Linked DNA regions of Sus scrofa: all the other regions are linked to region 1. The links are chromatin contacts, called in public HiChIP or PLAC-seq maps. All regions are on one chromosome and are shown on one strand. The core of a region is the stretch at or near the end of the contact, and the rest is flanking DNA. Distances in the headings are between cores, read along the strand shown. Region 1 holds the start of VAV3 (guanine nucleotide exchange factor VAV3). Region 2 overlaps LOC106510205 (a long non-coding RNA gene). Region 3 overlaps LOC106510207 (a long non-coding RNA gene).

Region 1 (4,382 bases), core at 846-3,345:
CCATGGCATATGGAGGTTCCCAGGCTAGGAGTCTAATCGGAGCTGTAACCACCGGCCTATGCCAGAGCCACAGCAACGCAGGATCTGAGCCTCATCTGCAACCCACACCACAGCTCACGGCAATGCCGGATCCTTAACCCACTCAGCGAGGCCAGGGACTGAACCCGCAACCTCATAATTCCTGGTCTGATTCGTTAACCGCTGCGCCACAACGGGAACTCCAACTATTTCATCCTTTTTAATGAAACTTCTTTTCCAGTTTTTGTTTGTTTGTCTTTTGGCACACCCACAGCATGTGGAAGTTCCCCAGTCAGGGACTGAACCCACACTGCAGCAGTGACCCCAGCCATTGCAGTGACAACGCTGGATCCTTAACCCACTGCATCACAAGGAAACTCCGTGAAACTTCTTTTCTTTTTAAATTTCTCTTTATGCAGGACCTTGTACTGCACGGGTGATTCACATGTGTTGGATTTTGTTTCTAAAGATGATAAGTTTAGGAGGATATATTTGCCAAAATTACAGGTTAGGAAACATTGTACCATTGGTGCAATCTAGTTTGAACACAAGAGGAAGTGGCTGGGGAAGGATGCCCGTGAGGAAAGGAAATCCTCAGGCTGAGTTATTGTTTAACATTCACCGTGTGCTGCTCTTGTCACAGGCTAGTGGAAAGGCATGCAGTCCCTGTCCTTATCAGAAATACTTTTAAACATAATATTTTGCCCTGCTTATCAAATTAATGTGATTCATAATAGAAAGTTTGAACTACGGAAACGTAAAATTAAAAAATGATGTAAAATCCCAGATTTCATATTTCATTTTTATTTTCAAAATGTAAAAGAATACCTCTCGAAACAGTGACCCAGAATCACATTTACACAGAACGGCAAGAGCTGGATGTGGTAATACCTTGAGAAAAAGAATTCAAACACTATTTTTGGTTTTGAGGGACGGTGGGAGTAAAAGGGGCCAGCGTTGGGCAACCCCCAAAGATTTAAGAAATGCACAGGCGCTGCTCAGCCAGCACTAGAGTTCTGGGGTCCTGTTCCAACTTTCACTACACGTCCCCCAGCTTAGCCCTACCCGTGCCGCTGAAGACTGCTGTTAACTGCTCTCAAACCCCGGCCCGGGGCGCCCACGCATGCGCAGTGTGGCCGCCGGGAACTCCTGGGCGTTTCACAGGCCTATTTCTCTCCCGCAGGTTTTTTGTGCGGTCAGCAAAAGGGCCGGGCCTGCGGCGCCCAACAGTTCCGAACCTGCGACGGGAGAGGGACACCATCTCTAAGTGAAAAATATCTCTTGTTGAAATAGGCTCGGGGTGGGGGGCGGGTTTCTGCAGGCGTCTCCAAACACACGCTTTTAAGGTGCCCAAACAGCTTTAAGAGCAACTAACTTGGAGGAACTGGAATTATCTGCAGGAAGAGAATTTAGCGGGTGGAAGGGTTGCGGGGGCAACGATCTCTAAAACTTTCAGCCTTGCATTCTCAGGATGCTCTGTGCCCTCCCCCCGGGGAGTCCCGATGCCCCAATTAATCCTTCCCTCCTCTCAGATCCTTTAAAAATTGTGCTCGCGGTTTAGGGGGTCCTAACAGGAACCCCCGCAGAATTACAGTGTTCAGATACTCTCTCCCCAAACCGGGAAGGCGTCCCGGTAGAAGATCTTCAGACGCTTGGGGCTGTGTGAGCCTCGCCAACCTGGGGGGGCGGTGGGCGGGAGCGCCGGGATCCCCTCGGCCATCCCGCCCCCGCCTCCTCCCCTCCGCGCCCGGGCCGCCGACCCCAGGCCAGGGCGGCGCGCGCTCTCCCACCCGCGCCTCTGGGGACTCGCAGACGGCAGCGAGACCGGCCGGCGCGCTGGGCATGCTCAGTTGCCCGGCGCCGGGCTCGCGAGTCGGAAGCCTGTGCGCGGCGGTCGCCGCCGAGCCGGCCGGAGCGCACGGAGAGAGCGCTGGACGCGCTGCAGCGGCGGCCGGGCGGCGGCGGACCTCGGCCGGGACCGGAGCCGAACCCCGCGCAAAGCCCCGGATCCACCCGCCCGGGCGCCGGCTCCCTCGCACCGTCGCACCCTCGTTGGGAAGGGGCCCGCCGCGGCTGGCGTTGGCGTCGGCGGGGCGGAGGAACCGCGGCGGCGGCCGCCGCATCCTCGCCGCCTGCCCCGGGCCGGCAGCGTCCGGGAGCCGTCGGGCATGGAGCCGTGGAAGCAGTGCGCACAGTGGCTCATCCACTGCAAGGTGCTGCCCGCCAACCACCGGGTGACCTGGGACTCGGCGCAGGTGTTCGACCTGGCTCAGACCCTCCGCGATGGAGTCCTGCTCTGCCAGCTGCTCAACAACCTCCGGGCGCACTCTATTAACCTGAAGGAGATCAACCTGAGGCCTCAGATGTCCCAGGTAAGGAGGCCGGCGCGGGCGCCTCCGCCTCCAGCCGGCGTCTCCCATTAATCAGCCGGCTAATTTCTTTGTGTAAATGCAAACATCTAGGTGCGCTCAGCGTGCCCTGCCTCGCAGCCTTCTGCTTTGCGGACCACTTCTTGGACCTTGACTTGAGATGGTTTATTAGCTCTTTAGCTGAATGCTAGAGCCCTGCGTCCTGAGATGGTAGGAGGATTTCGTAAGGGCTTTCTGTGAGGCGGGAAAGAACAAGCTGTCTTGGGTGCCCTTCACCTACGTGGGGTGTGTGTGTGTGTGTGTGTGTCGGTGAACAACAAAAGGAATTTGAACCTGCTCTTTTATGGGGACGATGGAGGGGGATGAAGGGCGCTGATGGGGGGTACTTTTGCCTTTAGTCTCTTCTTTTGCTTTGCGTTTCGTCCCCATGTTTTCTTGAAAGAGGAACCATGACATAAATGAGGACTCTAGGAAGTGGAGGGCGTTCTCATACCGTTATCTGTGCGGAATGACACTGGTCAAAAGGAGGAAAAGGGAGCACAGCACAGCGGCTGCCCCCGAAAGCCCCCAGAGCTTGTGGCCAGCTGGCAGGCTACATGGTTATGTTTATAGCTCGACTTAAGCCATGTGGGAAGGAGCGAGTCCAACCTCTCTCAACAGCTACAGGAAACGAGAAGTTTCGCTCCAGATTCCGCTTTCTTTCATTCAGCGCGCTTGCTCAGGTGGTATGGTGTATGGTTGGCTTCTGTGGCTGGAGCCTTTCCTGGAGGTGACTCTTCCAGGGGTTAAAGAAGATTGCAGCTCTGGAAGGCTCTGTGCACTCTTGAGTGCGCCCCAAAGTCACATCGCAGTGGAATGGTAGTTTCTTGGTCCCATCAGAAACTTTTCATGCAGAAAGCTGTTAAACACAATTCAGCAAATCTGTTTGCTCTTTCAGAATGTAAAATACCACTTTCAGCTTAAAAGGGAGAGGAAACAGTTCCCTCTACGACACATTTTAGCACTAATCCTGAGTGATATAGAGCCTCAGCTACTGAGCAACCAGAACAGTGCCTTTTGCAGGGGAACTGACTTCATATGATGTAATAAGTATGTATTTAAAGGTAGAGCACACAGGAGTTCCCACTGTGGCTCAGCGGGCGGGGGGGGGGGGGGGAGAGAAGAATCTGACTAGTATCTATGAGGATGCGGTTTCGATCCCTGACCTCACTCAGTGGGTTAAGGATCCGGCCTTGCAGACGTGGCTCTTATCTGGTGGTGCTGTAGCTGTGGTATAGGCCGGCAGCGGCAGCTCCGATTTGACCTCTAGCTGGGAAACTTCCATATGCCGCAGGTGTGGCCCTAAGAAACAAAAAACAGAAACCAAAACGTGAAGTTACGAGCATACACATTCTTGATGTCAGTATTCATCAAGGCCCCTCTACCCCTCAAATTCTGCATCCCTTGCCTGTCTGCCTTCAGCCTGCTGGATAGCAGTCCCCATGAAAGAAAAGACTTGGAAGTAGTGAGAGCCATACGGTTTCAGAAGTTAGATAATTTATTTCGTACTCTCCTATAATGCTGGGTGGTGAAGGCTAACTCCGTTGGACCCCTTAAGAGTTGTTGCAACTCAGGATGTCCCGTCGAAGGGTTTGGCATTTCCATCAAGCTGGGAGCTGCTCTCTGAGCAGCGTTCTGTAGGGAGCTGCAGCTGGCTCTCCATTCTGCAGATCCCCGTTTTCCACCTGGTCTGTGGCCTCAGGCGGCCTTGGCCACCAGCAGGGAGGATGGTGCTGTGTGCGTGTCCTGCAACTAGAGTGTCCTGGAACCCTGGGGGATTGTTCAGTACGTTGTTCTCAATAATCAAGTTTTCTGGACAGCTGAGGACCTCCCCGTTTCAACCTTCTAGCCAAGCTTTACTTGAAGGTGGACCATGGATGAAAATCCTTTCAAATGCGTTTTTGCTCTTCCTTCTCCTTGTAGAATATAGTAGATGTAATTTAATCATCTTGATGA
Region 2 (4,382 bases), core at 1,296-3,795, 100 kb before region 1:
CAACAACAGGAAGAGTAGAACCAGTATTCCAAAATAAAGTCACGAGAGATGGAAAGAAGGGAATGATTTTTTATCATGCACTGAACGTCTGCAATACATACGCTAGGGATTCTAAGGTAAGTTAAGACATATATTCCGATATGAAGGCGCTCACAGTCCAGGAAGGAGACAGAAATAATGTGAGGTGCAGATGCGCCCTTAGAAGGGGCACTTAACTTACACTGGAGGGGATGTCGAGGGGGAGACTGGGGAGTCTTCCCTGGGAAAAAGGCGCCTAGTGGTGGGCTTACCCCTCATACTTCTGCTGGGCCATAGCTCTTAGGACTTTGCTCACCCAAGAGAGAAATTGAAGGGAGTTCCCTCTGTAGGTGCAATAGGTTAAGAATCTGAGAAAGTTCCTATTGTGGCTCAGTGGTAACAAGCCAAACTAGTATCCATGAGGATGCAGATTTGATCCCTGGCCTCACTCAGTGGTTAAGGATCTGGTTTTGCCATGAGCTGTGGTGTAGTTTGCAGATGTGGCTTGGATCTAGCATTGCTGTAGCTGTGGCATAAGCATGGCTGTGGCATAAGCCAGCAGCTGTAGCTCCGATTTGACCCCTAGCCAGGGAACGTCCATATGCACAGATGCAGCCCTAATGAGAAAAAAAAAAAAAAAAAAGACTCCAATCTCAGCAGCAGCTTGGGTTGGTGCAGAGGTGCGGGTCTGATCCCCAGCCTGAGGCAGTGGATAAAGTATCCAGCATGGCTGCAGCTATAGCATATGTCACTGCTGTGGCTTGGATTCAGTCCCTGGCCCAGGAATTTCCATATGCCATGGATGCAGCCATGAGAGAGAGAGAGATTGAAGTAGAAGATAACGATTTTGGGGAGTTCCCTTTGGGGCTCAGAGGTTAATGAACCTGCCTAGGATCGATGAGGATGTGGTTCAGTGGGTTAAGGATCCAATGTTGCTGTGAGCTGTGGTGTAGGTCACAGATGAGGCTCGGATCCCGCCTTGCTGTGGCTATGGTGTAGGCTAGCAGCTACAGCTCTGATTCGATGCTAGCCTGGGAACTTCCAAATGCCTCAGGTGCAGCCCTAAAAAGCAAAAAAGCAAAAAAAGAGAAGATAATGATTTTTCCATAAGCTGGAGAGAGCCGAAGAGCAGCCATCACTCATGTACTTGTAGGGCTTGGGGCTATAACATGTGTGTCAGGAGCCTTCTGGGCACACACTGAATTCTGGTGCTTATTTTAGGAAAATGTATGAAATGTCCACATGCCTAAGTCACAACCCTTGGGTTGTGCCTCAGTGGACCCGGAGTGGGATCTGCTGAATCTGGCTCTGGGGTGGAGCCAGGGGAGGCAAACAGCCAAAATAGGACGAGAAGAGTTTGGGGGAGAAGAAGCACTACCTGCTACTTCCTTTCTCTTGTGCAACCTAAATTAATCTTCGAATTTTCATGAGGGAGAGACTAAGTAACTGTTTTGTAGAGGAGGAGACTAAACGTAGTGGAGGTAAATGAACTGCCTGAAGTCACCCAGCTGGTGTCTGGCAAGACCAGCCTGGAAGTCAGCTCTCCTCAGCCCAAGTGTCATGGTGCAGCAATTAACTTAAAGCATTGCATTGTGTCATCTCTTCCAAAAAGGCATAGGCATGCATGCAAGTGTGTGCATGTGGATGCACAATAATATATTGCAAATAGGAAATGACGAGCATGGATTGCAAGAGTAACAAATACAAAATGAACTTCTGCTTGGACATCTGATTTTTCTCTGAATACCCTGGTGTCCAGAGCAAAATGAGAAACCATCTAACTAGAAGTTCTTACTGTTGCAAACAAGGAAACATTCCAGAGGAAATATATCCTCTGTAGAGGAGGATTCCTGTGCTCTGAGGTTTTTCTGATGGTGAAGGAAGAAGATTAGTTCCCTACAAAAGTTACAGATTTGGGGGGTTTATTTCTAACAATGCTCAGTGGGATCTTGCAAGGAAAGTTGGAACCGTACAATGAACAATGTTATCCACTGGGATTTGCTAACAAATACATAAGTGCTATTACTTGACTTGGGCTTTTTTTGTTGTTGTTAAATGCACCCAAATACAATAGCCCCAATGCAGTCATTTGATGCAGTCGGAGATAGAACACTTAAGAATTTCCTTCAATTCTTCTTCAAGTGTTTACTGAGCCCTTGATAGACGCCAAGATTACCTTAATAATTACTATGTGAGCTTTATTAGGAAAATTGGTAATTTAAGGGGTCAATTATATAGCTCTATATCTTAGAAAAGCAGAAAAAAATCTTGCCAGCATCTAGCTCCGTGGTATCCTCTGTTATCCTGTTTGGTCGGTCATATCTTCCCAGTTTCGTTTAGGTTGACTGATAACGGGCCTAGAGAGGGAGAAGATCCAGAATGCTTGGAGAAGGATTAGCCCTACAGATTCAACTTCGGAATTCCCAGGATATACACAGAGCTCACTGGAACATCTGACTAGTGCAGAGGTGAAAATTAAGGGCATCACGCTGATGTCAGGCGACGGGAGGCAGGTGAAGGACAGCCGGACGGGAAGGGCTGCAGAGACTTGGGCGAGCGAGCCTCCCTCAGCAGGTCAGCGACAGACCTGCTCGCCAAAGGTCTGTTTGGAACCACAAGCCCAATTAATTTCCTGCTTCTCATCCCTGGCAGACCTGGCCACCGCCCAAAACGCGAGCCCTCTGGACAGACACGCTTCCTTGCTTGTCCTCATTCCCATGCTGTTTTGTGCATTTTTCGCCCCTGATCCATCCTCCCACTGTGGTGCCTTCTGCCAGCCCTGCCAGCCTGCACTCTGCCAGCCCCGTCCAGCGGTACACGCCCCGCCCCCTCTCACACTTGTTTGTCACGGAATGTTCCCTCCCGCTTCCTCACCTTAACTGAAGCCCAGCTCTGGCCCAAGGACAGGGGTTTCCCAGAGAGCAGGTTCTTTCTCCCCCAAAGACCAAAGAGTTGCTGGGGAGACCCCCCCCCCGCCGCCCGCTTTGCTTTGAGGCTCTTGCAGCCTGGCTTCCCCCCCTCCTCCTGAACTGCTCAGGTGCCTATCAAACTCTTGAAATGTTCTATAAGTGTAAGGGTTTCTCAGTCTGGGTAAAAAAGAATACACAATGTTTCAATATTTTCACATGGATTACATATTGCAATGGGATAGCACTTGGGGTATATTGGGTACAACGAATTATCAGCATTAATTTCACCACTTTTTGTTTCTTCAGTGTGGCTACTGGAAAATTCTAAAGGCCACAGATGTCTCCTATTTGTTGTATCTCCTACTTCTCTATTCCTATTGACTAGCACTGCTCTGTGACCATCAAGACCTGTGTGGATCTCAGACTCTGGGCTCTAAATCTTCTTTCAGCTCCGATACAGGCTCAGGCTGCTTTTTAATTAAAAATACTTAAACTGCTTTTTTTTACATATTACAAAGTAAAACATTTCCATTATAAAATATTAGAAAATGCACATTATAAAACATGAACAAAAAAGAACAGAAGCCCATACATATGTATAAAAGGACATACTACTTTTTGGTAATTTTTTTACACTTTCCAGATGTGTTATAAACATCTCCCCGTGTCCTTACATATTCTTCTATGAGAATTTTAAAAAAATGGTTGCCTAGTATTTTCTTGTAAGGGTATACCATAAATTATTTTGCCAGTGTTTGTTGATTGAGCAGTATTTTTGAACTTTTCTATTGTAAATGTAGCAGAATGACTGCTAAGAGGGAACTTAAAGTGGTTTGGGGAGAGTCACCCTTTTTTCTAGCTTCAAAGGAGCAAGTCAGTCACAGAGGAGCCCACCCGCTTATTTCTCATCACGCATTGTCACATAATTTTTAGACATAGAGTATTCTGGGACAACCCAGAAGCGAGTGCTATAAACCAAAGGAAACTGTTTCAGACTCAGGGTAAGTACTTCTAAATTGGATAACTACTATCTCCTTTGGAGATGGACTTTCAGGGGGTGAGAGTCTGGGTCTTTTCGTAGTGAGGTCAGCCCCTCTGCGCCCCCCGTGGATCACTGCTGGGAGCCCAGCCCCCCTCCATGGGCTTGAAGTCCTGGTGGCTGAGGAGGGAGACAGGTCTCAGCTCAGGGAGCCAGATGAGGGAGAGAGCAGATGTCCAGCCAACAGATGTCCAGCAGGGATTGTGGAGCATGTGGACTGTCCTTAGAGAACCCCAGGGACACTTGGGGGCCACTCCAAAGCAGGCACTGTGGTCCTGCTGCTACCCAGAGAGAGACAGTCACCACTGACTCTCTGGACTAAAAATGGCTGAGATTTCAGCAGTGCTCGTCTGCTCCCATCAGAGGCTGAAGTCAAGTCACTCGGGGAAACTCTCAAAGCTAAAGCTATTCCTAAG
Region 3 (4,382 bases), core at 851-3,350, 81 kb before region 1:
AACAGAACCCCAGGTCGCATCCTAGATCTGTTAAATCCAAATCTGTATGGTAACAAGATGCCCAGAAGCTCTCATCAAAGTTGGTGACAGTCTCATGGAAGCTGTGCCTTAGAATTGTCCTTGCACTTATAGACTGTGGAGTGTTGGCTTTCCTGGTCCAAGGACAGGTCTGTTCTGAGACTCTAGACTTTCAGGGAGAGTCCTGGGTCTTTGGACCAAGCTGGACTTTCTTATTGACTCCCAGGAGGTCCTGGCAACCTGTAGAGATTTGAGTCCAATAGAATTTTTGAACAAGTGTCTAATATATAAAGGGTTCCTCAAGGATTGCTGAGCTGTGAGCTGGATTTTTAGCTTGTGGAAGTTTTAATAGAGATGGAAAATTTAAAACCACACCAATACATGATGAATTAGAATAGCCTTGTGAAGAAGAAAGAGATAAATATCTTGCTCACATTATAACAAGACTTGCAAGAGCCAAATAACATTTCCCATAAAACCCTGCAAATTTGTGGCAGGTCTGTCATTATAATTCTGTTCAGGTGGCTTCCTTGTCTGTGTTCCAGCCAATAAAGGACGGTAATAATACTATTGAGTTTTAATGAAATCTGTCATCTTTATATTTATGGTTGACTCTTTGTGCTCATGTGTTTATTCATTCATTCATGAACACTTACTGAATGCCAGGCACTACCCTTTGCTGAGAAAACTGTATTTTTTAATTGATCAATATAGAAAAGACCCTAAAAGCCTGAACAATTGCTATATGAGGTGATAACTAGATGATTGAACTTCTTTTTTAAAATCCTCAGCTGGAAGGAAAGAACTTCCAAAATAGGGCTGTTCATGTATGTGTTTGTCCTTCTTGCTGGCTAAAAGCAAGTACTGCGAAAGCATAAGAAATAAACAGGTATTAACCTCAAATTCCCAGTCCACCCCACCCCCCCCTTGGCGACCACAAGCCCGTTCTCCATGTCAATGAGTTTCTTTTCTGTAGATAGGTTCATTTGTGCTGTATATTAGATTCCAGATATAAGTGATAACATATGGTATTTGTCTTTTTCTTTCTGACTTAATTCAGTCAGGATGAGAGTCTCTAGTTTCATCCATGTTGCTGAAAATGGCATTATTTTGTTCTTTTTAATGGCTGAGTAGTATTCCATTGTGTATATATACCACATCTTCTTAATCCAATCATCTGTTGATGGATTAGGAATTTGGGATTAATAGATGCACATTATTGCCTTTGGAATGGATCAGCAATGAGAGCCTGCTGTATAGCACTGGAAACTATGTCTGGTCACTTATGATGGAGCATGATAATGGGAGAAAAAAGAATGTATACATGTATGTGTAAATGAGTCACCTTCCTGTACAGTAGAAAATGGACAGAACACAGTAATCCAGCTATAATGGAAAAAATAAAAATCATTATAAATGGGGGGGAAAGCCTTTTTATCCATCAAAAAAAGAAAAAGAAAGAAAGAAACATGGGAGTTTCTGTTGTGGCACAGTGGAAACGAATCGTGTCGGGGAACTGGCGTTGCCATGAGCTGTGGTGTAGGTTACAGACATGGCTTGGATCCTGCATTGTTGTGGTTCTGGCAAAGGCCAACAGCTACAGCTCCAATTTGACCCCTTGCCTGGGAACCTCCATATGCCTCGGGTATGGGTATAAACACACACACACACACACACACACACACACAAAGAAAAAAAAAGAAAAAAACATGATGTTGGGAGTGGCAAAGTCCTGGAGACTGAGTGTCACTTGTTCTGCTTAGGGATCATGTTGTGGCGTGTGTGTCTGTGTGTGTGAGTGTGTCTGTGTGTGAAAGAGAGAGCGAGAGAGAGGCAGGGAAGGAGAGAGAGAGGCAGGGAAGGAGAGAGCGAGGGAGAGAGAGACAATGTATATAAGCGGAAATAAAGGCCAGGACTGAGTGGTTTGCTTTTCTTTCTGTGTCTTGTAGGAAAGAGACTCCTTCCAGCTCTGAGGGCCAGAGCTGACAGAGATATTTCGGCTTCCTTTTTTTCTCTCCGAAGTTTAGTCTGTGAGCTGAAAACTGCGTGTAACATTAAACAGTCGAAGCACGCTATCTCTGGGCCAAGTCCTCTGGCAGAAGGGCTTTTCCTGTGCACACCCAGAAGGCGTGGGCTGCAGGAGGCCTCTCCTTCTCTTTCAAAATTAGGTCATGACAATTTAGGAGTCTGTCACTGTGGGGGACTGCCAGCATTCCACGTGGGCATGACGGATGGCTCTAAAAAGACAGTGGCTTCAAGAACGCCCGTGTCCCCTCTCCGCAAGGTGTTTGCGGAGAGAGCCAGCAAATGTGGAAATAGTGGACCGGCGTGCAGCTTGAGTGTGTGCTGAGTTGGTTTGGGATTTTGCAAGCGTGTGGGTGCTGTTTGGCATAGAGGCCTGTGTTCAGAATCCATAGATAGTTCACAATTAGAAGGTGACCCCCGGCCCCACACAGGGGCACAGTGTCCTGTGTGGACAGAAGGCCCTGATCCAATCCCAGGCAAAGCCCACCGCCCAGGGGGAGCCCAGGAACAGGAAAATCTCTGCTTCTGTCTTCCCATGGCTCTTCTAGTTTCTTCCTTTCGCTCCTGCGACCATTCAAAATAGGAGCATCGCTTGTCAAGCAGAGGAAGTCTGGGTCATATCCTGTGTGCAGGAGCCAGCAGACGCTGGTTCTCGTTTTTTCCCTCATCTCAGACTGTGCTGCCACCTCACCTCATTGTTTTTATAACTCCCTCATTTAATCATTCTAGAAGCATCTGCCAGGTTTGTGTGGACCCAGCGCCGTGAGAGATGCTGGTGATGGGAGACAAGTGAGACGTCTTTCCTTTCTTCAAGAAGCTCCCGGTTCCATTACGGAGACAGGCAGGAAGACTCTAACCGCACGGGGTTAAAAAACCCGCCAAACCTCCTTATAGAGATGTACAGACATGTGGACAGAGGCAGGACAGTCGGCTTGGTGTTAGAGGACTGGGCAGGGCGCCCCCTCTGGTGGAGGGGCCCTTTGAGCCGAATGGGAGGGATGAGCTGAAGTTGCCAGACCAGAGAAAAATCCTTTCCTAGGAGGTGACTTGGCTGTGAAGCAATCACGACACGTGGTACATCATTTACGGTGCTTGCTTTTGGTCTTAGCCAGACATCTCTGCTGCCCGTTAGAGGGATCCTGGGCTGAGTAAGTTCAGAGCGGCAGGAGAGTGGAGCAAATGAGCCGTGGAAAGCACAGGTTTTGAGTGAGAATGACTGGGAATCATAGCTCTGCCCCTGGGAGCTCCCAACTTCAGGAAATTTGCTTAGCCCCATCAGAACCTCTCTTTCTCTCTCAGTAAGATGGCATAATAACACAGTCTCATAGGATTGATGCGAGGCTTTTGTGAGATAATGAATGGAAGGGATTTAACCCACCGCCTGGCATCTAGAAAGCCCTCCATAAATGCTGCTATTATTATTTTTCAGATACAAACTTTTTTTTTTTTTACCTCCTCTCTACCTGCTTCTTCAATTACCAGGTAGTCACCTAAGGACCTTCTTTTCTTTTATTTTATTCTATTTTTATTTTTAGGGCTGCACTTATGGCATATGGAAGTTCCCAGGCTAGGGGTCAAATCGGAAGTGCAGCTGCCAGCCTACACCACAGCCACAACAACGCAGAATCCAAGCCGCATCCACAACCTATGCTGCACCTTTTGGCAACACCGGATCCTTCACCCACTGAGCAAGGCCAGGGATTGAACCTACATTCTCATGGATACTAGTCAGGTTTGTTACCACAGAGCCACAACAGGAACTCCAAGACCTGCTGCTGAAACAGTCCATTCTTGCTTAGGCTGTAGCCTCTTGATGGTTGAAAGGATACATCTGGAGACAGTGGTTTCTAATTTCAATGTCTAGTTAGGGATTTAAACTTTAGAATTTTAACAAATTGGATTATTTCACAATAATTCAATTTATGCATCATGGACAAAATTGTAAACAAATTTACTGAGCAATCAAAACAAATATATATAGCTCATTATACTCTTATATTACCATAAACAGGGTCCATAAATGTAAGATGAGATTTCACCAATCCCTTCTTACTTTGGAGTTAGTAACTGATGGCCAAGGATAATATGTCTATGTTTCAGTCCATTTCTTTGGCCTCTTGGCCTTTGGTCAGCTTCTTTTTTGTGTACCATTTCTTTCACAGAATCAACCATCATCTCATGAGGGCATTTGTATTTATATTTGCAGGTTACTATGGCAACAGAGACTCTCTCCCTATTGCACAATCCTCATGAACAGCTCCATCCATCCGTCCATTCATCCATTATCCATTCATTCATTCAGTCAACCACTAGTTAGATATTGAATATACAGGAAATAT

Evidence for each region. HiChIP or PLAC-seq counts read pairs in DNA pulled down with a chosen protein or histone mark.
Region 2: an H3K27ac HiChIP or PLAC-seq map of alveolar macrophages shows a contact between it and region 1, with 3 times the contacts expected there. The contact joins the enhancer-like site here to the promoter of VAV3 in region 1. A contact is called at or near these places in 2 of 5 promoter capture datasets (fetal skeletal muscle and liver), 3 of 47 Hi-C or Micro-C datasets (embryonic fibroblasts, fetal heart ventricle and liver) and 2 of 2 datasets of contacts at active chromatin or transcription factors (alveolar macrophages and skeletal muscle).
Region 3: a contact with region 1 is called in an H3K27ac HiChIP or PLAC-seq map of alveolar macrophages. The contact joins the enhancer-like site here to the promoter of VAV3 in region 1. A contact is called at or near these places in 1 of 5 promoter capture datasets (fetal skeletal muscle), 5 of 47 Hi-C or Micro-C datasets (embryonic fibroblasts, heart right ventricle, liver and 1 more) and 1 of 2 datasets of contacts at active chromatin or transcription factors (alveolar macrophages).

The regions. Positions count from the first base shown.
Region 1 is chr4:111,822,976-111,827,357 of Sscrofa11.1, forward strand. VAV3 (guanine nucleotide exchange factor VAV3) reads left to right here and starts at 2,096. Exons shown (of 28, transcript XM_021090110.1): 1 at 2,096-2,390. The coding sequence starts at 2,187.
Region 2 is chr4:111,718,111-111,722,492 of Sscrofa11.1, forward strand. LOC106510205 (a long non-coding RNA gene) reads left to right here. Exons shown (of 7, transcript XR_002343539.1): 6 at 1-116; 7 at 2,349-4,382. Among named protein-coding and RNA genes, the nearest start is that of VAV3, 100 kb to the right of the region's middle. Within about 2 kb of position 2,546, at least 6 of the 83 cell types and tissues checked have an H3K27ac peak or open chromatin away from gene starts, as enhancers often do. A contact at or near this core is called in alveolar macrophages and skeletal muscle, where this site is marked.
Region 3 is chr4:111,741,746-111,746,127 of Sscrofa11.1, forward strand. The region is part of intron 2 of LOC106510207 (a long non-coding RNA gene); the gene reads left to right. Among named protein-coding and RNA genes, the nearest start is that of VAV3, 81 kb to the right of the region's middle. Within about 2 kb of position 2,101, at least 24 of the 83 cell types and tissues checked have an H3K27ac peak or open chromatin away from gene starts, as enhancers often do. A contact at or near this core is called in alveolar macrophages, liver and retroperitoneal adipose tissue, where this site is marked.